Linked DNA regions of Mus musculus: regions 1, 2, 3, 4, 6 and 7 are each linked to region 5. Evidence: chromatin contacts called from public Hi-C, HiChIP or PLAC-seq, Micro-C and promoter capture Hi-C data. All regions are on one chromosome and are shown on one strand. The core of a region is the stretch at or near the end of the contact, and the rest is flanking DNA. Distances in the headings are between cores, read along the strand shown.

The links. Promoter capture Hi-C pulls out the DNA fragments that hold promoters and counts their contacts. A called contact is a pair of places that touch in the nucleus more often than the background predicts. HiChIP or PLAC-seq counts read pairs in DNA pulled down with a chosen protein or histone mark.
Region 1: a contact with region 5 is called in a promoter capture Hi-C map of stem cell-derived epiblast-like cells, with 3 times the contacts expected there. The contact joins the enhancer-like site here to the promoter of Sh2b2 in region 5. A contact is called at or near these places in 4 of 39 promoter capture datasets (embryonic stem cells, neural stem cells and stem cell-derived epiblast-like cells), 1 of 15 datasets of contacts at CTCF or cohesin (embryonic stem cells), 10 of 484 Hi-C or Micro-C datasets (the N1E-115 cell line, embryonic stem cells and palatal mesenchyme) and 1 of 9 other capture datasets (embryonic stem cells).
Region 2: an H3K4me3 HiChIP or PLAC-seq map of bone marrow-derived macrophages shows a contact between it and region 5, with 7 times the contacts expected there. The contact joins the enhancer-like site here to the promoter of Sh2b2 in region 5. A contact is called at or near these places in 14 of 39 promoter capture datasets (the 3T3-L1 cell line, 3T3-L1-derived adipocytes, the HPC-7 cell line and 10 more), 1 of 15 datasets of contacts at CTCF or cohesin (the NIH/3T3 cell line), 2 of 484 Hi-C or Micro-C datasets (the AML12 cell line and bone marrow-derived macrophages), 14 of 115 datasets of contacts at active chromatin or transcription factors (bone marrow-derived macrophages, craniofacial prominence, embryonic basal ganglia and 10 more) and 3 of 9 other capture datasets (adipose tissue, embryonic stem cells and liver).
Region 3: a promoter capture Hi-C map of trophoblast stem cells shows a contact between it and region 5, with 3 times the contacts expected there. The contact joins the enhancer-like site here to the promoter of Sh2b2 in region 5. A contact is called at or near these places in 6 of 39 promoter capture datasets (the C10 cell line, HPC-7-derived erythroid cells, cranial neural crest and 3 more), 4 of 484 Hi-C or Micro-C datasets (CD4 T cells, bone marrow-derived macrophages, cumulus cells and 1 more), 14 of 115 datasets of contacts at active chromatin or transcription factors (the NIH/3T3 cell line, bone marrow-derived macrophages, embryonic forebrain and 6 more) and 3 of 9 other capture datasets (adipose tissue, embryonic stem cells and pancreatic islet).
Region 4: a contact with region 5 is called in a promoter capture Hi-C map of embryonic stem cells, with 2.3 times the contacts expected there. The contact joins the enhancer-like site here to the promoter of Sh2b2 in region 5. A contact is called at or near these places in 5 of 39 promoter capture datasets (the 3T3-L1 cell line, embryonic stem cells, liver and 2 more), 1 of 15 datasets of contacts at CTCF or cohesin (embryonic stem cells), 7 of 484 Hi-C or Micro-C datasets (the G1E-ER4 cell line, the N1E-115 cell line and embryonic stem cells), 4 of 115 datasets of contacts at active chromatin or transcription factors (bone marrow-derived macrophages, embryonic stem cells, epiblast stem cells and 1 more) and 1 of 9 other capture datasets (embryonic stem cells).
Region 6: a contact with region 5 is called in a Hi-C map of bone marrow-derived macrophages, with 24 read pairs. The contact joins the enhancer-like site here to the promoter of Sh2b2 in region 5. A contact is called at or near these places in 12 of 39 promoter capture datasets (3T3-L1-derived adipocytes, the C10 cell line, the HPC-7 cell line and 8 more), 3 of 15 datasets of contacts at CTCF or cohesin (the NIH/3T3 cell line and embryonic stem cells), 63 of 484 Hi-C or Micro-C datasets (the AML12 cell line, the AtT-20 cell line, B cells and 35 more), 24 of 115 datasets of contacts at active chromatin or transcription factors (the NIH/3T3 cell line, SST interneurons, Th17 cells and 15 more) and 3 of 9 other capture datasets (adipose tissue, liver and pancreatic islet).
Region 7: a Micro-C map of embryonic stem cells shows a contact between it and region 5, with 2.6 times the contacts expected there. The contact joins the promoter of Ywhag here to the promoter of Sh2b2 in region 5. A contact is called at or near these places in 1 of 39 promoter capture datasets (pre-B cells), 1 of 484 Hi-C or Micro-C datasets (embryonic stem cells) and 1 of 9 other capture datasets (liver).

What each region holds. Positions count from the first base shown.
Region 1 is chr5:135,799,412-135,802,520 of GRCm38.p6, reverse strand. No RefSeq gene overlaps it. Among named protein-coding and RNA genes, the nearest start is that of Srrm3, 17 kb to the left of the region's middle. Within about 2 kb of position 1,375, at least 21 of the 459 cell types and tissues checked have an H3K27ac peak or open chromatin away from gene starts, as enhancers often do. A contact at or near this core is called in the N1E-115 cell line and stem cell-derived epiblast-like cells, where this site is marked.
Region 2 is chr5:136,640,714-136,643,767 of GRCm38.p6, reverse strand. All of the region lies in intron 2 of Gm38722 (a long non-coding RNA gene), which reads right to left. Among named protein-coding and RNA genes, the nearest start is that of Gm38722, 9.9 kb to the right of the region's middle. Within about 2 kb of position 1,382, at least 54 of the 459 cell types and tissues checked have an H3K27ac peak or open chromatin away from gene starts, as enhancers often do. A contact at or near this core is called in bone marrow-derived macrophages, hematopoietic stem and progenitor cells and pre-B cells, where this site is marked.
Region 3 is chr5:136,582,075-136,585,202 of GRCm38.p6, reverse strand. No RefSeq gene overlaps it. Among named protein-coding and RNA genes, the nearest start is that of Cux1, 16 kb to the right of the region's middle. Within about 2 kb of position 1,337, at least 61 of the 459 cell types and tissues checked have an H3K27ac peak or open chromatin away from gene starts, as enhancers often do. A contact at or near this core is called in bone marrow-derived macrophages, embryonic stem cells and trophoblast stem cells, where this site is marked.
Region 4 is chr5:135,902,752-135,905,912 of GRCm38.p6, reverse strand. No RefSeq gene overlaps it. Among named protein-coding and RNA genes, the nearest start is that of Hspb1, 16 kb to the right of the region's middle. Within about 2 kb of position 1,837, at least 250 of the 459 cell types and tissues checked have an H3K27ac peak or open chromatin away from gene starts, as enhancers often do. A contact at or near this core is called in the N1E-115 cell line, bone marrow-derived macrophages, embryonic stem cells and 4 more, where this site is marked.
Region 5 is chr5:136,243,226-136,246,350 of GRCm38.p6, reverse strand. Sh2b2 (SH2B adaptor protein 2) reads left to right here and starts at 1,411. Exons shown (of 9, transcript NM_018825.4): 1 at 1,411-1,722. Gm30408 (a long non-coding RNA gene) reads right to left here and starts at 916. Exons shown (of 4, transcript XR_868600.2): 1 at 734-916.
Region 6 is chr5:136,663,237-136,666,598 of GRCm38.p6, reverse strand. The region is part of intron 2 of Gm38722 (a long non-coding RNA gene); the gene reads right to left. Among named protein-coding and RNA genes, the nearest start is that of Myl10, 29 kb to the left of the region's middle. Within about 2 kb of position 1,873, at least 23 of the 459 cell types and tissues checked have an H3K27ac peak or open chromatin away from gene starts, as enhancers often do. A contact at or near this core is called in the AtT-20 cell line, the Ba/F3 cell line, the HPC-7 cell line and 3 more, where this site is marked.
Region 7 is chr5:135,932,675-135,936,087 of GRCm38.p6, reverse strand. Ywhag (tyrosine 3-monooxygenase/tryptophan 5-monooxygenase activation protein, gamma polypeptide) reads left to right here and starts at 1,447. Exons shown (of 2, transcript NM_018871.3): 1 at 1,447-1,765. The coding sequence starts at 1,679. It overlaps Gm40346 (a long non-coding RNA gene), which reads left to right and starts at 1,772. Exons shown (of 2, transcript XR_868594.2): 1 at 1,772-3,413.

The sequences.
Region 1 (3,109 bases), core at 126-2,625, 440 kb after region 5:
ACTTTGCCACCACGTGAAAGATATCTTAAAGACAGTCTCTTTTTTATTGTTTTCTTTTATTAGATTGATTGATTGATTGTGTGTATGCGTGTGGAAGCCAGGACAGCCTGTGGAATTGAGTTCTTTCCTTCCAGCTTGTCAAGTGGTCAGGTTCAGTGGCAACCGTCCCCCTACCCCCACCCCACATGAGCCAGCTTGCCAGCCCAGCTCCTCCTGTTAAGTTTCTATCGAACGTTGTATACTTTGCCCATCCTTGTTACATGGGATGCGCCTCCATGTTACTGACGCAGAATAGATGCTCAGAGAGAGGAAGCAATGCTCTTCGCTCTCCGCAGGAATTCGGAGTGTGGCCATTCACACTAAAGCCCAACACTCAGGAGGAGGAAGAGCGCCATGAATCAGAGGCAAACCTGAGCTGTAGTTTCCCGCTCCCATACACACACACACACACACACACACACACACACACACACACGAGTATAGATGGCAGTCACAGGCAATTGTGCTGTCCAGCGTGGGTGCCAGGATCTAAACTCTGGTCCTCCAGGAGAGCATTTTGCGGTGCCATCTCTCTTCTACATTGTTTACAAGGCAAGAGCTGATGCTGAACTTGGTTGGAGCTCACACGGGGGTCATCCTGGCTCCACTTCCTCAGTGCTAGGTTAGGCGAGTGTCACCAGGACTGGCCCTTAGCCTTTCCGAGGATCTGAACTCAGGTCACTAAGCTTATGCAGCAAATGCTTGCCCAACAGAGTTGATGCCTCAGCCCCCACCCACGTTGATGCTGATAACCCTCAAGTTTCTTTCTCGGGGTGAGTGACACTCCTTAGGGGCCTCCCTCACATGGTGGGATAGCTAGCGGGGTGGAAAAGCCAGACAAGGACATCTAGAGTTTACTCTACATGGGCAGCAGCCGTGGTGTGGAGAGACCCTGATGCGCCTACTTCTGATTCGCCAGTGCAGGAGTTATAGCTGTGGACCACCACCCACCATGCCTGGTTTTACCCTCTGCTGGGGCTATAAGCCGGGGGGCTTCGTGAATTCTAGGCAAGCGCTACCAACTGAGCCTCTTTTCTTTGTAAGTTAATTCCCTCAGATATTTTGTTATAGTGCTAAACAACTGCACATATATACACACAGGCATCACATGCATACTTCATACCATACACACACACACATACCACATATCACACACACACAGAGAGATACACACAGACTACACTCACAAGTATCACTCAGCACACACAGAGAATCTCTCTCCACCCCCAAGCCTGAGAAAAGAACAAGGGCAATCCCCCTGCCTGGGCCCAGCCAGGCAGCCTCCCTCTGGCTGAAGCTAGAGCACAGTTAACCTAATTACCATCCTGGGACTGCCTGGTGCACAGCTCAGCTCCCCGCCCGGCTGGGAGCATATTAAAACCAGCAGGAGTCGGGGAGGGAGGGAGCCAGAGGAAAGAAGCTATTTTTAGGTAGCAGGTGGGTTTGTAACAGGGCTGGCTGGTTGAGAGGGGAGGGGCTGGACGTCGTGATGGGGCCGAGGTCAGGGCACAGGGTAATCTGAAGAAGATCTGTTGAAACTAAATGGGGACCAGGGCAGCTATGGTCTCCCCAGGGAAGTGGAGAGGGGCCAAGAGTTGAGAGAAGAGACTTGGTTGGTTCTGAGACAGAGCTGTGCCTGCTGGGGTTGGGGACCGAGACAAACCACCCTCAAGGGTCGCTAGAGCAGGGAAGAGCAGAAATTACTCAAATAGACGGAAGAAGGTGTGATTTGATAGCCCACCGGTGGCCTAACACAGATAGTTACCCAGACACACAGACAGGCAGACATACACAGGCACACACATACAGACACAGACAGACACACACACACACACAAGATGGACATACATACACACAAACATGGAGTAGAGATGCAACATCTTGTCCCCAGTCTCCAAGATAGGAGTGTGACCACCTGGGGCTCACCAGCTACTCCAGGAGTGGCTGGTTTTCCCTGTTCAGGCCTTGATCTGGGGACAGCCCCTTTCTGTCCCCCTATCAAGGGTCACTAAGATCCTGAGCCCCAGCAAGGAGCACAGTGAAACACACACACACACACACACACACACACACACACACACACAAGACATGAGAACTTGGTTGAACCAACAACCCCCAAAATGTGAAGGTTTTGTGTTCAAGGCTCACTCAAGTTCAAGGGGTGAGTGGTGACCGGGGAACTGGGAAATTCCCAAGATGTCTAGCACATGACCTTGAACTTCCCAAAGCTACAGGGCACCTTGTCAGAAGTAGAGGACGCCCCACAGTAAGAGAGCCTTGGGTTCAAATTTCAGCTCCCCTTACCTGCCATGTGAGTCTGAACTGTCTCTCAGGCATGGAGTCCCTTGCCCGGAGAGTGGAGTTTGGATAGTTGTGATGAGAGTTAAAAGAAGCCCATCTGGAGCTGGAGAGATGGCTCAGCCATTAAGAGCACTTGCTAGTCTTCTAAGGATCAGAGTTTATTCCTGAGCACCAACCCGGATGGCTCACAACTGCCTGTAACTCCAGCTCCGGGGGAATCTGATGCCCTCTTCTGGCCTCTGTGGGTACTGCACTCACAGAGATGCACGCATGTAAATTTAAAATAATAATAATAACAACAACAATAATAATAATAATAAACCTTTGTTAAAAAAGAAAGCTGATGCTGTGCATGGTGGTATGCACTGGTATGCACATTTGATCCTAGCACTCAGGAAGCAGAGGCAGGAGGATATCTATAAGTTCAAGGCCAGCATTGTCTATGTAGTGAGTTATAAGACAGCCAGGGGTACAGAGTAAGACCCTTAGTAAAAATTCTTCCGCCTTAAAAAAAAAAAGAAAGCTGAGCTTAGCTCAAAGATTGGGCGCTTGCCTAGTGTGCGTGAGGCCCTGGGTTCAGTCCTCAGTGCTAAAACTAAAACAAAAACAAAACAACAAATAAAACAAATAAATAATGCTATATTGGTTCTGGAGCCAACGTGTCTAACACCAAGGACTTAGCAGGGTTGGTTCTTTCTGGGAACCTTTACCCTTATCTTTGTTTGGTTTTGCTTTCATCCTGTGTGAAGGTGGTGTGTGTGTTAGTGTG
Region 2 (3,054 bases), core at 133-2,632, 400 kb before region 5:
GGTGACTCCACACATGTGTGCATACTTCCTTCTGCTCCCAACACACACACACACACACAAATACGTAAGTAAATAAATAAATAAGTCTTAAAATCACATGAATAAAATAACATTTTAGACCAACAAGAACACACACACACACAAAAGAAAACCATACGAAGATAGAGAACATTTAAGGCCTCCTTTCTGGGACCCAAGGAGGACAACAGAGGAAGCAAGCAAAGCCCACAGACTCTCAGCTTTCTGACACTCTTCTGGGGCTACCTTCCGGAATTTGATAAGTGCAGCATCGTTGTCTGTTAACTTTGAAAGCTAGGGGTTAGGGATGCAGAAGAAATTGCTCTTTTCTCAGTTTTCTTTTTCTTTTATTTTTTAAAGATTTATTTATTATTATATGTAAGTACACTGTAGCTATCATCAGACACACCAGAAGAAGCCATCAGATCTCATTACAGGTGGTTGTGAGCCACCATGTGGTTGCTGGGATTTGGACTCAGGACCTTCGGAAGAACAGTCAGTGCTCTTAACCGCTGAGCCACCTCTCCAACCCTTTTCTCAATTTTCAATAAGCCAATATGTAGTGTAGGCAAGAAAGAGATGCTGTATAGTTGGGTAATATGGTACATTTCTGTAATCCCCACAGTAGAAAGGCTGAGGCAGGAGGATTAGAATTCAAAACCAGCCCGAGCAACTTCGAACATTTCTACCTCCCAAAAAGTATATAGAAGATGAGGGCCTTGGCTCGAGATTCAAATACTCACCCAACATTCCCAGGACCTTGGGCTCAATGTCTAGTACCTCCGAGTGCTAGGGACTGAGCCCACTTGGAGGTACTAAGTATTGTACCCAGGGCCTTGTGGGTGCTAGGCAAGTACTCTACTGCTGAGCCATGCTTGCAGCCCCAACTGGAAGATTCTATGCAAGTGTTTTCTCACTGAGCAACAGCCACAGCCCCTCCCTACCTAACTACCTAACTTGGCCCCCAGCACCTGACAAAAACCAGGTAAACACTATGTCACATGCCTACCACTCTGTCATACTTCTTAATTTGAGACAGGTATTTACTGAGTTGCCCAGGCTGGCCTGAAACTTGCCATCCTCTGCCTCAGCCTCTGGATTTCCTGGGATGCTATGACTGAACCACCAGGTCTAGCAGCATCCTCTAACTCTAGACTCCCTGCTAGCTTGCTGCGCTGGACACACCAAGCCTCTCCCCAGCCCCATCCTCTCAGCCTGGTGCAGCCCCCCTCCCTGCCGTCAAGGCTCTGAGGGTTGGAACGACTGGCTAATGACAGGGAAAGTGCTGAGACGACAGGTTATTTCAACAGTGTCCTCATCCGTTGGGTATTTCAACATTCTGTGTTTGTGCAAGAGCCATAATGGGACGCGTCATAAACTCACACTGTCTCAAAGCTTGGGCACGTCGTGGCGGGATACGGGGGAACTGTCCGGGTTTAGCAATCAAGCTGTCTCCAGGCTCTGGCTCCTTAGGGTGAGTTGGGCTCGGCCCATGCACAGCCCTGGAGAGAAATCTCAGGATGTCAGAGAAAATCCAGAGCAATTACCTCTGGGGGTAGTTAGATGAGGGTACAGATATCAGGCCCCACTTTTCTGCCTGCCAGGAGGGAGGAGGGCTAGCTTGTCCCTTCACCAGGCCTGTGAGGGAGGAGGTCACCAATGACCTCATGAGGACAGAGGTTGTGAATCATGGCTCAGACCTGGTCCCATTTCCTTGGAGGAGAGCAGGCATGTTGGTCTCCACTGGGGCTCCTTTGTGCCTGGAGCTAGTCACCACCATGTCTTGATGGATATTCCAAAGAACTAACTCTTGAAGAAGGCTGTAAGAACCCAGTAGCCTCCTATAGGAAGCCACATTTGGGATCAGAATTATCCAATCAGATCAGCTGTGACACAAGATTTGGTTGAGGGGCTAAACTGAAGGGGGAGTGTGGAGGAATCACCTCAATGAAGCTGAGAATGAGGCTGAGAGAAAGGCAGAAGAGCTTTCATTGGGTGGGACAATACCAATCATTCTTTCACTGTTGTGTGTGTGTTGGGGGGGGGGGTTGTGTGTGTTCCTGGGGATTGAACCTTGTAGATGATAGGCAAACACACTACCATTGCCTGAAGCCCATAGACCCTTAATGGGGGATTCTAGGCAGGGGCTCTACCACTGAGCCACGCCCCCAGCCCCTCCCTGGGGGGATTCTAGGCAGGGGCTCTACCACTGAGCCATGCCCCCAGCCCCTCCCTGGGGGATTCTAGGCAGGTGCTCTACCACTGAGCCATGCCCCCAGCCCCTCCCTGGGGGATTCTAGGCAGGTGCTCTACCACTGAGCCATGCCCCAGTTCCTCCCTGGGGGATTCTAGGCAGGTGCTCTACCAGAGAGCCATACCCCAAGGCTCTCACTGGGTATTCTAGGCAAGGGTTCTACTCCAGTATCTCCAGTCTACATCACTGGGTTCCTGATTCCTCCCCTGATCAAAGGAATTGAGTCTTACTTTCTCTGGTCAGAAACTGATGTCTTGGTGTGATGGATACACTCTGCCTTGGAGTGGACTTGCTCACCTCCTCAGCCTTAGTTGCTCATCTGCAACCCCGGCGTGATAGCATCACTTTCAGACATAGCCAGGAGCAAGTGAAGCATGAATATTGCATGGCATCAGTGCAGGAGAGAAAGTCTCATCTTATTCTAGAACCTTCTGTGGCTCCTTCACAGACTACTTCCCATAGCCCAGTACCTTAGGTATAGGATGAACTTTCTTCCTCTTTTGGCCCCAATTCAGCTTTTAGTCTCAGTCTTATGGTCCAGCTGTAAACTGCACAATTAGTTCATTCCCCAGGAAGCCTCTAGATCAGCGGTTCTCAGCCTTCCTAATGCTGCGGCCCTTTAATACAGTTCCTCATGTGTGGTGACCCCCAACCATAACATTATTCTGCTACTACTTCATAACTGTAATTTTGCTACTGTTATGAATCAGAACGCAAATATCTGATATGCATGGTATCTTCACCCACAGGTTGAGAACTGCTGCCCTAAAGAGCTGTTAAGC
Region 3 (3,128 bases), core at 88-2,587, 340 kb before region 5:
ATGGCTTGCCAGGGAAGCTTAACCTCCCAGGCTAGAGCTTGCTGGCTAGACAGCTAGCCGGGAGGAGGCAGGAAGTTCCCGTCTGATTTCCACAGTGTTTTTGAAGTGCCGGCTGTCCTTTGGAGCTGCTTGCCTCCTGGATGGTTGTTGCAATCTTGGCCTCGGGACACAAAACAAGGAGCACTCAGTTGCCTGGTGGGATGTGAGGTGGTAGGTGGGAAGACTGGTTTATTAGGCTTCTGGGTCTTTGGACTTGGAGCAGCTTTGGTGAATCACTGGACCTCTGGGGAGTTGGGGAGGTGAGAGTCCAGAGGCTTAGGAATCTGGGAAAGACAAGTCCATTGCCATGGTTACAGCCAAGCCCAGTGCACCAAAGGGTGTGTGTATGGAGGAGGAGTCAGGACAAGACACTTCTGCTCAAACAAGGAGGGGAGGTTGTCCAGGAAGTCCACTTGAACCTCTGTGATTTACTCTTAACTTACAGGATATTAAAGGGACCTTGACTCAGAGCCCTCTAGCCAGACTGAAAACTACCTATGACCTGAAAAGGCTTTTTCATGAGTGACAAAACTAGCTTACCAGCAGTTTCCCCTGAGGTCAAAAAAGCTGCAGGCTTCTGTTGATTTCATCACCATCCATGAAGGCAGGTGTGTGCGGTCACTTCAGGCCTCTCTGCTCCTTCTTTGTGAGTGGATTGAGAGAGGTGAGAATAGGCAAGAGCCCTGTTCTCATCTAGGAGGCATCTTTTTCTTTTGTCTTCTTCTTCTTTTTTTTTTTTAATTAGGTATTTTCCTCATTTACATTTCCAATGCTATCCCAAAAGTCCCCCATACCCACCCCACCCCCACCCCCTTTTGTCTTCTTAATGTTACTCAGGATGGAACCTAGGGCCGCCCATACAGGATAAGCAAGCATTCTTCCACACACCAGAGAACTATAGGCAGGAGCTCTACCACTGAGCCACGCCCCCAGTCCCTCCCTGGGGGATTCTAGGCAGGTGCTCTACCACTGAGCCACGTCCCCAGCCCCTCCCTGGAGGATTCTAGGCAGGGGCTCTACCACTGAGCCACACCCTACCACTGAACCAGACCCTCAGCCCCATCACTGGGGAAGGGGTTCTAGGCAGGAGAGTGGAGAGTCCTAGACCAGCCTAGGCTATCTCACAAGACCTTGTCTCAAAACACAAAAGTCTGAGCTATGACTATTGTAAGACACATTTGGCCTAGTGAACAAAATTAATTGTTGCTATGACAAAAATTAGGCACAATTAGTGAGCAGACATACTGAAGGAAGGGTGTGGCCAAAGATCCCTTCAGGAATGAGGAAGAAGAAGCAAAACCGAAACTGGCTGAGAGCCAGACAAAGTGGCACTTGCTTGTAATCTCAGCACTCAGGAGGTGGATGCAGGAGGATCAGGAGTGGAGTGTCAGCATGAGTTACAGGAGACCCTATCTCAAACAAGAGTGTCTTGTGCCAGGCCTAAAGCTTTCAGTATAGTAAGTAACTTAATTAATCCTAGCAAAAATCCCACAGGGTCCTTTTGATAATTATGAGGAGGCAGAAGCTGTTTTGTTTTGTTTTATTTTGTTTTGTTTTGTTTTTGACAAGGTCTCATATACTTCAGGGTAGTCTTAAATGCTCTATACAGACAGGATAACCACAACCTCTGTTTAAAAATTAAATTCTTATTTCTGTGGATGCACATGTGTTTGTGAGTATGTGCATCTAAGTGCAGGTTCCTGTGATGGCCAGAGAGGGCGCTGGATCCCTAGGAGCTAGAGTGTAGGTTACTGTGAACAATCTTATAGGAGTATTGGCAACTAAACTGAGATTTTCGCCCAGAGTAAGTGTGCTTAATTGCTGAGCCACCTCTATAGCTTCTGACCTTGAACTCTGGATCATCCTGCCTCTACCCCTGAGTGCTGGGATTATAGACATGCACCATGCTAGGTTTATGCATGTTGTAGATGGAACCAAGGCTTTATTTATGCCTGCTGGGTAAGCAATCTACCAACTAATGCATGGCCGCCCCCACCCCACCCCTTTCTTTTTTATCCCAACATTGGGAATTAAACCTGGGATATTGCATACACTAAGTAAGCTTGATCTATCACTGTGCTACATCCCTAGCCTAGAAACTGTATGCTTTATTTTATATCTATATTCCAGGTGTAGTTGCACACATATTTAATCCTAAGCATTGTGAGGCAGAGGCAGGCTATGAGTTCAAGGTCAACCTGGTCTACATAGCTAGTTCCAGGCCAGCCAGAGCCTCATAGCAAGAGACCCCCAAACATATCAAAACCCTTTACATATTTTTTCCTTTAACTATATTTTATACATATGAGTGTTTTGCCTGTACAAATGTTTATTCACCACATTTGAGTAGTGCCCTTGAAGGCTAGGATGAGGTGTTAGAGCCACTGGGACTGGAGTTACAGACAATTATGAGCCACCAATACGGGTGCTGGGAAATGAAACGGGTCATCAGGAAGAATAACCACTGAGCCACCTCTCCATCCCCCGAGACTGTTCTTAGCTCTTCACTGTTTCACCATCAGTATGGGAAGAGCAGTTTATGTTAAGTTAGTACTGAGGACACTGAGGTAGACCGGTTAGTAACCGATTCAAAGTTACCCAGGGAACACGCTGCCCGCATAGTGTGTGGTTCATGCCCCACCGTTGTTTGTGCCTTCTCAGGGCTCAGAGACACAAGAGCACCGAGCTCTTTTTGCTTCAGCTGCAGCAATAGCTGCAGCAGTAACAACCTGGATTGTTCCAGGGAGCCCGGGTAGGCGGGTTTTTAAGGAGAGGCAGTGACAGGAAATTTGGTCTATTGTTTAAAAGAAGAGGTGCAAACAAGTCCTGGACTTTGAAGTGCTGAATAACAGATTCCTCTGGGAGCAGAAAGGCGAGAAGCTACAAGATTCCTGAGCTGGTGTCAAATGCACCGCTCTGAGGACGACGGGGAAAGGGGGGTGGGGGGGTGGGATGTGGTGACCTTAGGAGAAACTGGGGCAGGATTTGAGACAAATGGATCTTAAATAAATCAGGCTGCATCAGAGGACAAGGAAGGAATATGGGGCCACTTTTTCTCCCCCACCCTTTTTCTTTAGGAAGCTCGTTTT
Region 4 (3,161 bases), core at 588-3,087, 340 kb after region 5:
AGTTAGTGTGGGAACTTTGGATTCCACAGGAGCAATAGTGCTTTCCAAAAGTACTTTCCCCATATCAGTTAGAAGGGGTTTTGCCAGCCAGCCAGGCAGTGGTGGCAAAGATTGCCTTTAATCCCAGCACTCTTAAATTTGAGGCCAGCCTGGGTCTACAGGATGAGTTCCAGAACAGCCAGGGCTACACACAGAAACCCTGCCTCAAAAAGGGTGGGTGTGGGAGAGAGAGAGAGAGAGAGAGAGAGAGAGAGAGAGAGAGAGAGTGTGTGTGTGTGTGTGTGTGTGTGTAAGGAGTGTTCCCTAGAGTTGAAGATTCTTCTTGCAAAAGAACTGCTGGGAATACTGCTGTCCCTCCACAGTGCTGACTTCTCAGTCTGCGTGAAGTAAGGGAGGGGGGCAGAAGGGTGGAAACCTGGCCCCTCGGTCAGGAAACGAGAGTTGGGCAACTATCGGCTGGGTAAGCCCAGCCTGTTCTGAGTCAGTCTTTGAATTTTAATCATTCTAACTGTTGTCCAGAGCCCCACCATGATATACCCTATTGTGGGGGCAGAAGCTAGAGGTGCCATATCATTGGTATATGTGGTGCATTGACTTAAAAAACAAAACAAAAAACGCAAGGTTTTATTTCTAGTCTGGAAGTCAGAATGCCTTTCCCTTCCAAGTGCTGGGAATAAGGGCATTGGACAGAGACTAAGCCGTGGTCACGGACTGGATCCCCCTCTTAGACGTTTCAAGACAAAATGAAGCTGGGTAAGGATAACAGGCCCTGGGAGGGAGCTCAATCAAATTGGTAAAGTGTTTGCTTATCATACATGAAATCGAGCCAGGTGTGGTGGTGCACACCTTTAGTTTCAACATTTGGGAAGCAGAAGCAGGTAGATCTGTGAGTTCAAGGCCAGCCTGGTCTACAGAGCGAGTTCCAGGACAGGGCTACACAGAGAAACCCTGTCACAAAACAAACAAACAAAAAAAAACAACAAAAACAACCCACAAACTCCATGCACATCAAGACCACCAGGGTGCATGTGGGGGCACACCTGCTGAAGTGGGGTACACCTGATATTCCTAGCACTCTCAGAGGCTGGAGGCTGAGTTCTAGATTGAGAGCTGGAGCCGAGGCTAGGTTGGGAAGAGTGTGCCGTGCTTTTACCAGGACCCAGCACCCTGGCAAGCCAGGCGACCTGTGCTCCAAAGGACCGTCAACAACTGATGCTTGCTGCCTTCCAGCCTACCTGAGGAAATTCACATCCCAGGTTCAGGAAAAGAGCCTGGCTCCGGAAGAGGCAGTAAGCAGTAGAGGATACCCCAACACCCTCTTCAGGCCTCTGCATATGCCTGTGTACACAACACACCCACACAAAATCTTTTTTAAAGTTGCAAGGTAATGTTCAAGACTAGCTTGGATTGCATGAAACCAGTCTCAGAAAGAAAGGAAAGCAAAGTTAAAAGCGGGGGAGGATGCTGAGAAGATGAGGTGCAAAACGAAGACACATTTCTGGGGTTCAAGGCCTACTTCCATACATTTCAGACTAGCTTGGGCTGCATATGACCGGGTCTCAAAGTTTTGTCAGGCCCTGTGAGTATAGAACTCCAAAGACGGCTAGGAGCAATGTTGTGAGTTTGAAGCCAGAGTCATACAGTTAGACCTTGTCTAAAAGAAACAAAAAAGGAAAGAAAGAAAAAAGGCCAAGGAAGGTAGAGCGTTAATACAAGATCCTGGAGTTGGGGTAACTGGGATTGGGATTCAGGAATCTTCCCTTCTGGGATCTATTTTCCCCAAACCCTCAATGACTCCAGCACCGACGTCCTCTGCCTCCCCCTGGTGGGTACTGCCGGTTCTGCAGCTGTCCCCGTTAGTGCGGGTATTTGCTTCCAGCCTTGAGCCCAGACCCTGATGACAGTAGCGACCTCGAGGCCAGCCCATCTGAGATCTCCATTCCCGAGTTTCTGCATGTTCCCCTTCCCAAACACCTGGGCTTGAAACGAAGGATTGTGCTGCCTGCGTGTGCCCATAAGAGCCAGGCATCTAAGAGTGACCACTCTCCTACCTCTGGCCATTGCGGACTGCCCAGGTACCCGGCTGTAAGCTAGGCAGGGCTGCGGCTCAGCCCCGCCCCACCCAGCACGGAGATTGCCTTCTAGCCCGAGCGTGGCAAGAGCCAATCACAAGCCAGCATCTCGCCTCCGTGCCAATGGCCGGCCTGTTGCTGGGTCTCGCATCCCTCCTTTGGAATTCGCCTGCCGAGCCCGCCGCAGTGCTAATGCGGAGCTTATCATGGCTTCCGGGTCCTCTTCACTCCGCTTTGTCTCCTCCTTTGTAGTCCTTACCGAATAATCTGCTTTGGCCTTTTAGGGCGTAAAAACCTCCTTTAGAGGGTGGTGCATCAAGCTCCAGGTGGTCCTCGCCCTCAGGGTTGCTATAGAAACAGTGACCCACTCTCTGACCTCTAAGCTTGCTGCAGTCCCTAATCTCCATATTATCTTCCCGAACCGATCCCAAGAAATCTATCTACATTTCTCCTGTGTCCTTAACTGGGGAACCGGGGCTCAGCATCTTTGTGCTCCAGTCCACATACTCTGGGAGAGCCCAAAGGTGAATGACCAATATGCCAAGTTTCATCCCCTCACACGCTGGCCCTTTGGTAGTGGGCTATGATAGGCTATGATAGTCCGGGGGACCTAGAAGCCAGTTTCTTCTCTCTGTAGTATTCAAGGCCCCAGCCAGCTCTGGTCAGATATTTACGATTTCAAATTAATGGTGGCCAATTAGGAATCAGCTTGCAACAAGGTCAGAAGAAGAAAAGAGTGTCGGCTCCTCCCTTGTCATTTTCTAACCATGAATTAGGGAGATGAGGCTAGGTGTGGAGGTGCACGCCATTTATCCCAGCACTCAGAAGGCAGTGGCAGTCTTATGACAGTGAGTTCGAGGACAGCATGGTCTGCATACCAAATTCCAGGACAGCCAGATAGACAGCTACATAGTAGTAGTAGGAGGATTGGAGGAATTGTGTGTGTTTACATGTGTGAGTGAGTTCTCTCCTTCCACCATGTGGACCTCAGATATTAAATTCAGGTCTCTCAACAGACTTGGCACGGGCTCCTTTCTCCACGATGCCATCTCATTGGCTCAAAGATCAGTTTTCTGTCATTCAGCCATG
Region 5 (3,125 bases), core at 162-2,661:
AACCTCCTGGTTCACAGCCACATGAGTTCAATCAATGGCTGGATTCCAGCCTAAACTTTCATTAAGTGTTTGCTGGCCAGGTCTAGAGACAGGGCAGCTGCTGGTCCCTGTGTGGCTGAGAAGAAACAGGTACCCAGGCAGGCCTCAACAGAGGTCTGGCTGGTTTCGGTGGCCCCCAGCAAGTTCCCATGTGCTCAGCACACCCCATCTCTCCAATGTCAGCCCAGTTCCCCCAGCCCCATGCCACCCCTGCTGCTTCCTGGAAAATAATCAGTGAATCTGATTTCCTGTGAGTGAAAGGACTTTACAAAGGTCAGAGGCCACCCCGTGTGGGAGGAGGGCAGCAGATGGAGGCACTCCAGGCAGATCACAGCCTGAGGTCAACACAGACAGAAGTCTCCCTGAAATGGGGAGCAAGGAGGAGAGGAGAGCAGGCCCAAGGGACCATATCCACTGCAGAAGCCACAGGCCTCACCTCTGAGCATCCCCTCACACACCTGTGGGGTTTTGTCGTTTTTTTCGTTTTTTGGCTTTTTGAGACAGTATGTACCCTAGGCTGGTCTCAAACTATTGCTTCCCTCCTCCGTCCGAAGCGCGTTGGGATTATGGGCATGTGTCAACCCCATCTGACTCCTCCCCGCGCCTCTAGTCACCAGGTTATTCCATCTCCTCTGGTCTCTTTACCCCTCGGGATGCCCTAGAGCGCCACCAGAGAAGTCAGGCCAGGCAATACCTAGTTCTGGTTCTGTCGCCAACCCAGAGTGAGGACTTCGCAGAATCCTGGACGACCTCAGACACCTCTCCTGGTGGGACCAGAGTAAAGCTGAGTGGGGAGGACCTGTGTGTAGGAGCTCTTCCCCAGATCCGAAATCCTGGGCGGTTTCCCGCACCCCGAGGGCAGGAGGAAGACAGGGGGCGTGGCTCTGGGCTCCTGGATGTTGAGAACCAGACAGACATTTCCTTGGTTGCGACATCTGGACCTCCTCGAGGCTTCCATTGTCCTCTGGCGGAGGGTCGGCCTACAGCGCCCGCCCCTGTCTGACTCTCAGTAACCCAGAGACATTTATAGGGTGTCCACGCCCGGGGTGACCCATCACGTAGAACATCCTCCAATCCTGCCCTTGGGGGCCACCACCCTGGGCTTCGGGAGACGCTCCCACACGAGAGGGATTCCTTCGACTGGCAACGAGACCTGGGCACCCGGGTCTTTCTGCTCAGCCACTGTCCGGAGGAAGACAGAGCGGTTAGCCGGCGCCACTGGGGCTCCGGAGAGAGAGCCGGGGTTGGGGGTTGGGGAAGGACTTGGGAGCGTGGCTAGTGGCTCGCGCCGCGTGGGCGGGGGGTGCGGCAAAGGAGGGGCCTGAAGCGGGGGGGCGTGTTGGGGCGGGGCTAGTGGTGGGGCGGGGCCCAGAGGCGCGCGCTGCTCAGGCAAGGAGGAGGGCCAGGGGCGCGCGGCGCGCGAGTCTGGGATCGGAGCGCGCGGAGCTCGGGAGCCTGAAGAGGGAGAGAACCTCAAGGGGGCCGCACCAGGACCGCCAAGACCGCCTCGCAAGCTGCAGGCCAGGGAAGCGGGAGCCACCCCCGCTGCCGCCGCCACCGGCCACCAAGGGCGGAGCTACGGCCCGGAGGGCCATGCGCCACCGGGTCCGGGGATCCCAGCCGCGGTCCGGGCAGCGCTCCTCCGGCGCCCCAGCCCGCGCGGCCGAAGCTGCGCGCCTGTAGGTACGGCCTGCTTGTTCTCAGCTCCCTGTCCCCACGGTCCTTTACTCTACCCGGTGCCCAGCTGTCCCCGAGGGTGTGTGTGTGTGTGTGTGTGTGTGTGTGTGTGTGTGTGTGTGTGATGAGGTGTGTGGTGTGTGCTCACCGCCTCCCCGGGAAGCGCGGTCGCACGCGCCCGGGTCCGAGCGTGTCTTTGTGTGCACCGGTGGGAGGGAGGAGGACGCGCGACAGAGGGGGATGAACCCCTCTGGGATCGGATCCTAGACCCACTGCCCAGGAGAAGTGGAGAGTAACGGGAAGCTGAGGTGGGAGAAAGAAGCCACCTCTGGAGCAGCTGAGCCCCTTTCCCCTCATCAGACCCTGGCTGGTTGGAGGGGCGAGCGCAGCTGGTCCTCTACAGGAAGGGATCCGATGCTGGGGGGAGGGGACGTTCAGGTCTCTTCCAGGGTCTGGGAGGAGGTGGGTCAACACAGCATGAGGGTGATGGCTACACGCTGGGGTCTCGCTGGGCCACAGTGACCCCGTGGGGACACTCTCTTTCCGGCCCAGGCCCTCTTTCCCACGGCCACTATTCGTGACCCGCCCACTCTGGAGCTCCGGAGCAGCCCCGGGTTTGAGAGGAGGATCGCCGAGGGTGACAGGCCGGCGCCTTTAAGAAGGGGCGGGTTAGTGCCCTCCATTCAGCCCCTTCGGCCTAGGCCATTGATGAACCTGTGAGCTGCGCGTGTAGGAAACGCGCCAGGGCTGCGGGCCGGAGCCAGGCAGAGGCTGGGACGCGCCAGGGCTTTCCTACCCTTCCACCCTCGCATAGAGTCCCTCAGTGGAGTCTTTGAGGTCAGAAGTCTGCAGTGATCGGACAGTCGCAGGGTATCCCCCAAAGAGGCTGTGAACGTGGGTAAACCAGAGTCTAGTTCACCAGAGGTGATGTAGGGGGTGGGGCTGTCAGACCAGTGTTGAGCTTCATCTCTGCCCCTTTGTGGAATTTTTAAAAATTTTTGCTTGTTTATTTATGAGTGTGTGTGTGTGTGTGTGTGTGTGTGTGTGTGTGTGTGTGAGTGTGTGAGGACAACTTTCGAGAGTCAGTTCTTTCTTTACATGGGTTCTGGGGACCGAACTCAGGTCATCAGGCTTGGCGCACGTCTTGTTACCACTGAGCCATCTCATCAACCTGATCTCTGTCTGCCCCCTGAGCTGAATTACCTCGTGTGCCAAATAAGTGTTTCTGCCAGGGGATCTGATGGAATTGCTCCTCTTGGGGAGCACCCTTCCTACTTGGGCAGTCACCCCCCAGATAAGTGGTTCCCCCAGGAGGCTGTAAGGAACGGGGAATCTGAAACCGCTACACTGTATCACCTTCAATATATATCTTTTGATTTCCAAGATGTCTGGGGGGGAAAAAATCTTTC
Region 6 (3,362 bases), core at 624-3,123, 420 kb before region 5:
ATGACTCAGTGGTCACATCTGCAGACCAATGCTGCTGAACCCATAAGTTAATTATTACTGGAGCTGGGGAGATAGCTCAGTAAAGTGCTGGCCACAGAAGCATGAAGACCAGAATTTGATCCCAGAACCCATGTAAAAAAGCCAATTGTTGTGACATTCATTTCTAATCCCAGCGCTGGGAGCCAGAGGCAGGTGGACCCATGCTGGCCAGGCAGCCCAGACAAACTCATGAACTGTAGGCCAGTGAGAGACCCCGTCTCAAAAATAAGATAGACATTGTCCTGAAGACTAATACCTGAGACTGACCCCACAAGCACTCAAGTGTACGCCTTTACACATGAACATCACACAAACACATACCCCAAATCCACAGGCATACATTCAGGCAAAGCACTCAAACACATTAAATTAAAGTTTGGGAAAGTAAATATATATAATCTTTTTTTTTTTTTGGTTTTTCCAGACAGGGTATAATCTTTTTTAAAATCTTAACAAAGTAAAGTCCATACTGAATGGAGGCTGCACAGCATCCTCTTCATGGTCCCCACCAGAGCACCTCACACTTCCAAACTGACATCACGAAGCAGGGGAGCCCTTCAAGTCCTCCCATCAAGAGGGGGTCCTCAAAGAAGTTTTCAGCCCTTCCTTGGATCCAGGTAGGCACCTGTGAGCCCAAGAAGGGGTGCCAAGTGTGAAAAGCAGGTGTTCCCCAAATCCCACAAGCACGGGGGCTGCAGTCACATACTTCTAGAATGAGGGGCATTTATATCCACAGGCACATCATAAACAAAGATCCACAAGTACACAGAGAGACACACAGTCATACAGACAGACAAACACACACATGGCTACACATACAGACACATGCAGACAGACACACATATAGACAGACAGACATACACATAGTCATACATACAGATACACACAGACAGACAGACACGTACATATAGACAGACAGACACACATGTCCACACATACACACACACACTCATATACAGACAGACACACTCACACATAGCCACAATATAGACACACACATACATATACACAGCCACACATACACAGCCACACATATACACACTCACATACAGATATACCCACACAAAGATGCACACTCACACATAGCCACACAGACAGACAGACACATAGATATACACACACACACATGGAGACACACACATACGCAATCATACACATAGCCACACACACACATAGACAGCAATTCATTCACACACTTACACGCAAACAGATACATACTTGAAAGCTAGCATTTATTTACAGAGTCACCCCCATGCAGGGAAATACATTCACACACAACAGACACACAAACATACATGCGAACACACTAATACCCAAATTCACACACACTGACACTCCCTGAGTCATTTCTTCTTGTTTTCCTCCTCCTCCTCTTCCCTCTTCCTCCTCCTCCTTCTCTTTGTTTCTCCCCCTCATCTCATTTGTACTAGTCTCACATAGCCCAGGCTATCCTTGAATTCATTATGCAGTCAAGAATGGCTTTGAATTTCTGATTCTCCTGCCTCTACCTCCTGGGTGTTAGGATTACAAGTGTGCACCAATGCCTGGATGCCCATAGTTTGTCTTAAAGAATACTCTATACTAGGAAGTTGAGAGCAGAGCAACTACCACATGGACACAAAAACCCAGGTCGGGCCAAAAGCAGGCTAAGACTAAGGTCGGGGCTACGGCCAAAGTCTAGTTAGCACTTGCCGCTGCGCCACCCACTTTCTCCTTATTTTGGCCTCTAAGTGTCAGGAGTCATAGCCCAGTGAGGGATCCAGACTCCCATCTCTCCTTTGCTGTTCTCTCTTTTTAACAACCAAGAAACGGGAAGTTAGACTGGTTTCCACAAACACCACTAGGTGGCGCTCCGCTAACGAAAATCTGAATGGACCGCACGGCCAGCTCATCCAGACCAAGGCTGACCTCCTGCCTCCATCTAAGTCACAGTGCCCCAGGTTCTCAATCCCTGTGTGTCCCAGCCTCAGCTTCCATTTAAGGCCTGAGGCAGATAAATGGGAGAGGGGACAAGGTTAGCTTATGGCTGCTCCCACCCAAGTGGTTCATATCCACTCTGCCTCCCTAGTTTCTAGAACGGAACAGAGGCAGGGTCAGGACGGGGCTCATTGGTAGAGCCGCACCTACAAACACCCAGTGAAGGAGCTGGGAGCCTGGCTCAACAGCAGAGCACCTGCAAAGCCCTGGATCCTAACTCCAGCACCAAAACTTAGTGAGTTAATCAAATTAAAAGTGCGATGATAGAGCCAGGCATGGTGGCAGCTGACTATAATCCTAGCAGCACTCGGGAGGCTGAAGTGGGTAGAAATTGGATTTTAAGGGCAGCCTGAGCTATGGTGAGATAAAGGTTCAGTAAGCAATAGTGACTCAGTTTCCCTCTTTCAGTTCCCCTGGGACAGCACTACCTAGCATCTATCTTTGCCCTCTCAGTTTGGGGGGGATGGTTTCAAAGCCCATAGAGAGATGGGAAGACCCATACTCTCCACTATACCCAAACGAAAGGGTCAGAGGCCCAGGTCCACCACTGAGCCGGCCCCATCCAAGGGAGCAGTTTTAATTTTACTGCTTGTCAGTCCAGGATCCATCCAACATTCCTTCCTCCAGGAAGGCTTTCATGACTTACTCCTAAGTAAAGACTCCAGCTGGACCTTCTACAGTAGGAAGTCCTGGGCCACAAAGTACTGTGGACTCAGAAGGTCCCCTAGTCAGACACACGGTGGGCTTGGCCAGTTGTCAGTGACGGGCTCTGGGGCAGAGATAGAATCACGATACTGGATCTTGGGAAAGCCTGTGAGGTGTCAGACACTGGTGTGATTAGAAAGGCCTTTAGGGTAGGTGATGAAAACTTAGAAAATACCCTAAGAGAAGTAGGTTTCATCTCATGTCATGAACCTCACTGGCTCAGAGAGGTCAAGTGGCTGATAGAACATCACACAGCAGAAGCAACACACAACGTGAGGCTGAGTGAAAAAAAAAGGGGGGGGAAGGAGAGGGAAAGAAAACTAAAATTAAGAAAATAAATATATGGGCCAGGTGTGGTGGCACACGCCTTTAATCCCAGCACTTGGGAGGCAGAGGCAGGCAAATTTCTGAGTTCGAGGCCAGCCTGGTCTACAAAGTGAGTTCCAGGACAGCCAGGGCTACACAGAGAAACCCTGTCCCGAAAAAAAAAAGAAAGAAAGAAAGAAAGAAAGAAAGAAAGAAAGAAAGAAAGAAAGAAAGAAAGAAAGGAAGGAAGGAAGGAAGGAAGGAAGAAAGGAAGGAAGAAAGGAAGGAAGAAAAGAAAATACATATATATATGAACACATGTATACACATGCACA
Region 7 (3,413 bases), core at 198-2,697, 310 kb after region 5:
AGTGGTCATGACCCTGAACCATGAAGAAAGGGGAACCAGCCAGGAAGCCAAAGGTACAAAAGGAGCAAAACAAGGGGTGGGTAAACAAAAAGTCTGGATTATATAGGGAAGAGCCCCTGGGCAAAGGGCAGCCCCTCCCCCTGTGCCCCAGCTGGCCTGGAGAACCTGGAGGCCAGGTTCACTTTGGTATGTTAAAAGTTAGTCAGCTGCTTGTTGTGGGTTCAAACAGTTGTCTCCTTTTTTTTTTTTTTTTTTTTTTTTTGAGCCGAGTGCTTTGTCTGCTTTGTGTATTGTTGTGTGCTAATGTACAAAGTCATTGGAACTGGGCCGGTGCTCAACGTGTTGAATGGATGAAGCAAAACTCTACAGTCAAGGCCATTGTGTTGGTGCATGCCTATAATTCCAGAACTTCGTCTAGAGTCACCTTAAGAAGTGTAAGACCCTACTTCAAACCAAACAACTCATAAAAACACAATGAAAATAAAATACGCAGTCAAAACTATAGCGGGTGTGCGTTCAGGCAGGCGTTGGTCCAGTTCACTGGAGAGGAAGAAGGGAGTCCCCCAGGGTCAGTCTGCAGGCAGCTACACCATTTAGGGAAAATAGGCAATATACCGGGCGGATATGTGTCATTCTATGATTTCATCCAGTTAAGTCCGATGTTAAAGTGCATCACTGGAGACTGCAACCATGGTGGGTGTGTGTTAGACAGTTGTCCAAGGGTTGCATCATTCACGCGGCCATCTCTAGGACAGGTTCACCTTTTCCATCTTTTCCATGGTGGTGGTTGGGCAGTTTGGATTTACGGTGTCTGTACTTCTTCTGCCTACTTTATATTCGTGTTTTTCCCCTACCCCTCCACCATGACCAGTTACTTCAGTTTCAGAGAGTCCAGATCTAAGGCCTTGACCTTTTCTTTCCTTCCAACTGCCCAGAGGCTATGGGGCGAGGCCGTGAATCAGCACTCGCTTAGGCTAGTGTAGACTGCTTCCCCGCCAGGGGTCCCCAGCGGCTGCGGGTTAGACCCTGCCCCCCATCCGGTCCGCCTCTGCCTGCGCGCAATGCCCACTGGGAGATGTAGTCTCCACCACCCCTTTGTCCTTGGTCTGCTCTGTAATTCAGCTTGCTGCAGGTCAAACTACAATTCCCAGGAGGTCACGCGCCAGAAGCTATGCAAAAAAAAAAAAAAAAAAAAAAAAAAGGGGGGGGGAGAGGCCCCCAGGGGGCAAGGAGAGGTGGGTTTGATGAAGCTGAGGATTTACGGTAAAGTGAAGAAAGGGGCACATTAGGGAGCAGTGTAGTACTGGGGATACACTGAGAAAATCGCAAAGAGCCACCGCGAATGTTCCAGTAGAAGAGAAGCCCAGTAAATGCAGGACCGGGCGGGACCGGGCGGGGCGCGCGCATGCGCGAGTAGGCGGTGACTTTTACGTCACCCGTGTGGGCGGGACCGCAGGGGGTTGTCCGCCCGCGGCACGCATTGGAGCCGCAGCCTCCTTGCGCCGGGTCCCGCGGTCGCAGCTCGTGCCGCCTCCTTCTCCTCCTCGTCTCAGTAGCTTGCTTCGTGGGTCGGTCCCTCCGACACACGAGCTCCAAGCCGCTCCTCTCTTTTCCTGAAGCCCTTCAAGGCGGTCTTCGGTTTCCTTCTTTCCAGCCGATCCTCTTCAGCCCTGTGAAGATGGTGGACCGCGAGCAACTGGTGCAGAAAGCCCGGCTGGCCGAGCAGGCGGAGCGCTACGACGATATGGCCGCGGCCATGAAGAACGTGAGTGTCTCCTCCCCTCCCCCCTGCCTCGCCCCAGCCTCTCCCGACACCGCGTTCCTCGGCGTGGAAGGCATGCTCCAGGGGCATGTTGTCTTGTCACGACTATAGGGTCACCTCTCCATCTCACTCCTTGGAGGGGTTGGGGACGGGGGCTCATGCACCCGAGTGGTGACGCGGCCTCTTTCCCAGCCTCTCCGAGTTCGGGGCTGGGGCGGGGTCTTGCGTGGCTGGTTTCTGCTGTGGGGTGGGGGTCTCTCTGTGACCCTGAATGTCCAGAGACCTGAGTTGGGGGCCGTGCGCATCCTTTGTGCCCCACTTCCCCTCCTCCCAGTTTAGGCGTGGGGGCGGGGGGACCGCATGGATGCGGTTCCTCTTTCTCTCCCTGGTGTCTGGGCGGCGCCTTCCCCATTCACTCAGCAGGTCTCCCAGTTTGCCGCCTCCCCACTCCATCACCCCCCCCCCCAATCTTTCCCACTGACACATCCTTTAAAGACGTTTCGGGAAGAAAAAAAATGTAGGACCCCCTCTCCTAAAAGAAAAAAGAAAAAAAAACCCAGCCTCAATGATGTAAAATCGAAACCACCTTTCTCACGTTTTTTTTTTTGTTTTTTTTTTTTTTAACAAAAGGCTTCCTTTTAACCATTCCCCAAAGCAAGTCTGTTAGGAAGGGAGGGATATGTGTGTTGCTGGCATTCCCATTCATGGCCCTCTATATAGCATCTTCATTTTTCATTTTATTTATTTTCCATTTCAAAGGGTTAACTATAATGCCTTTGAATGTTAACTGACTGAGATATGCAGTTTCTCTTTTAATTGCAGGCACGAGTCTGCAGAAATTCGTTTGAGTGTAAAAAAATATTCTGTCTGATCTGATACTGCAAACAAAGCGGTGGTGGGAGGCAGTATCAAGTCATTCCAGAAGATTCTGCATTTGTCATATTGCAGAGAGCCTAGACTGGGTGGAGGCTGGGAGGATTTATTTTAAAGGGGAAAAAGTCTTTTTAAAAGAATTTTTTTTTTTTTTGTTAAATGTATCCGAGGCTTTTTTTCTTCTGACCTAATGTATCCTCGTTCTGACGAGAAGGGAATACTGTCGCATTTTTGTCTGAGATGCAAAATCCTAACTAGTTGCACCATTTTGTCAGTTACTCTCAATTTATTAATGAATTGGGGACCAGTTTGCCAGCGGGGGTGGGGGGGAGGTGCTCAATATTCCAAAATTCAGTAGAAAAATTACTATTACAGTTTTCAAAAATTAATAATTGGGTTTTCCACTCTGTTAATATCTAACTTCCTATCTTATGTAACAAAGGTTGTTAAATACATCTCTGGTGTAAAGTGGGTGCTGGAGTGCCCCCTCCCTGTTAAACCTTACAAATGAAACCCGGAGAGAGAGAGAGAGAGAGACTATTTAATTTTAAATGATTTTTTTTCTTTGTTTTTTCAAAAGGCCAGGTGCTTATCCTTTCCTAATTAAATAAGCTACAGATGTTTTTTGTTTTACAAAAAATAATTGGTTTTAAAACCAGAAATACTATTGTATTAGTGTGTTGTTACAGTTGCCTTTTTTAAATAACAGTTAAACCATTAAAGGATACAAACTGGACTCTCAGTAGGTCACTAATGCTGGAAATGTCTTCAGTTTGTG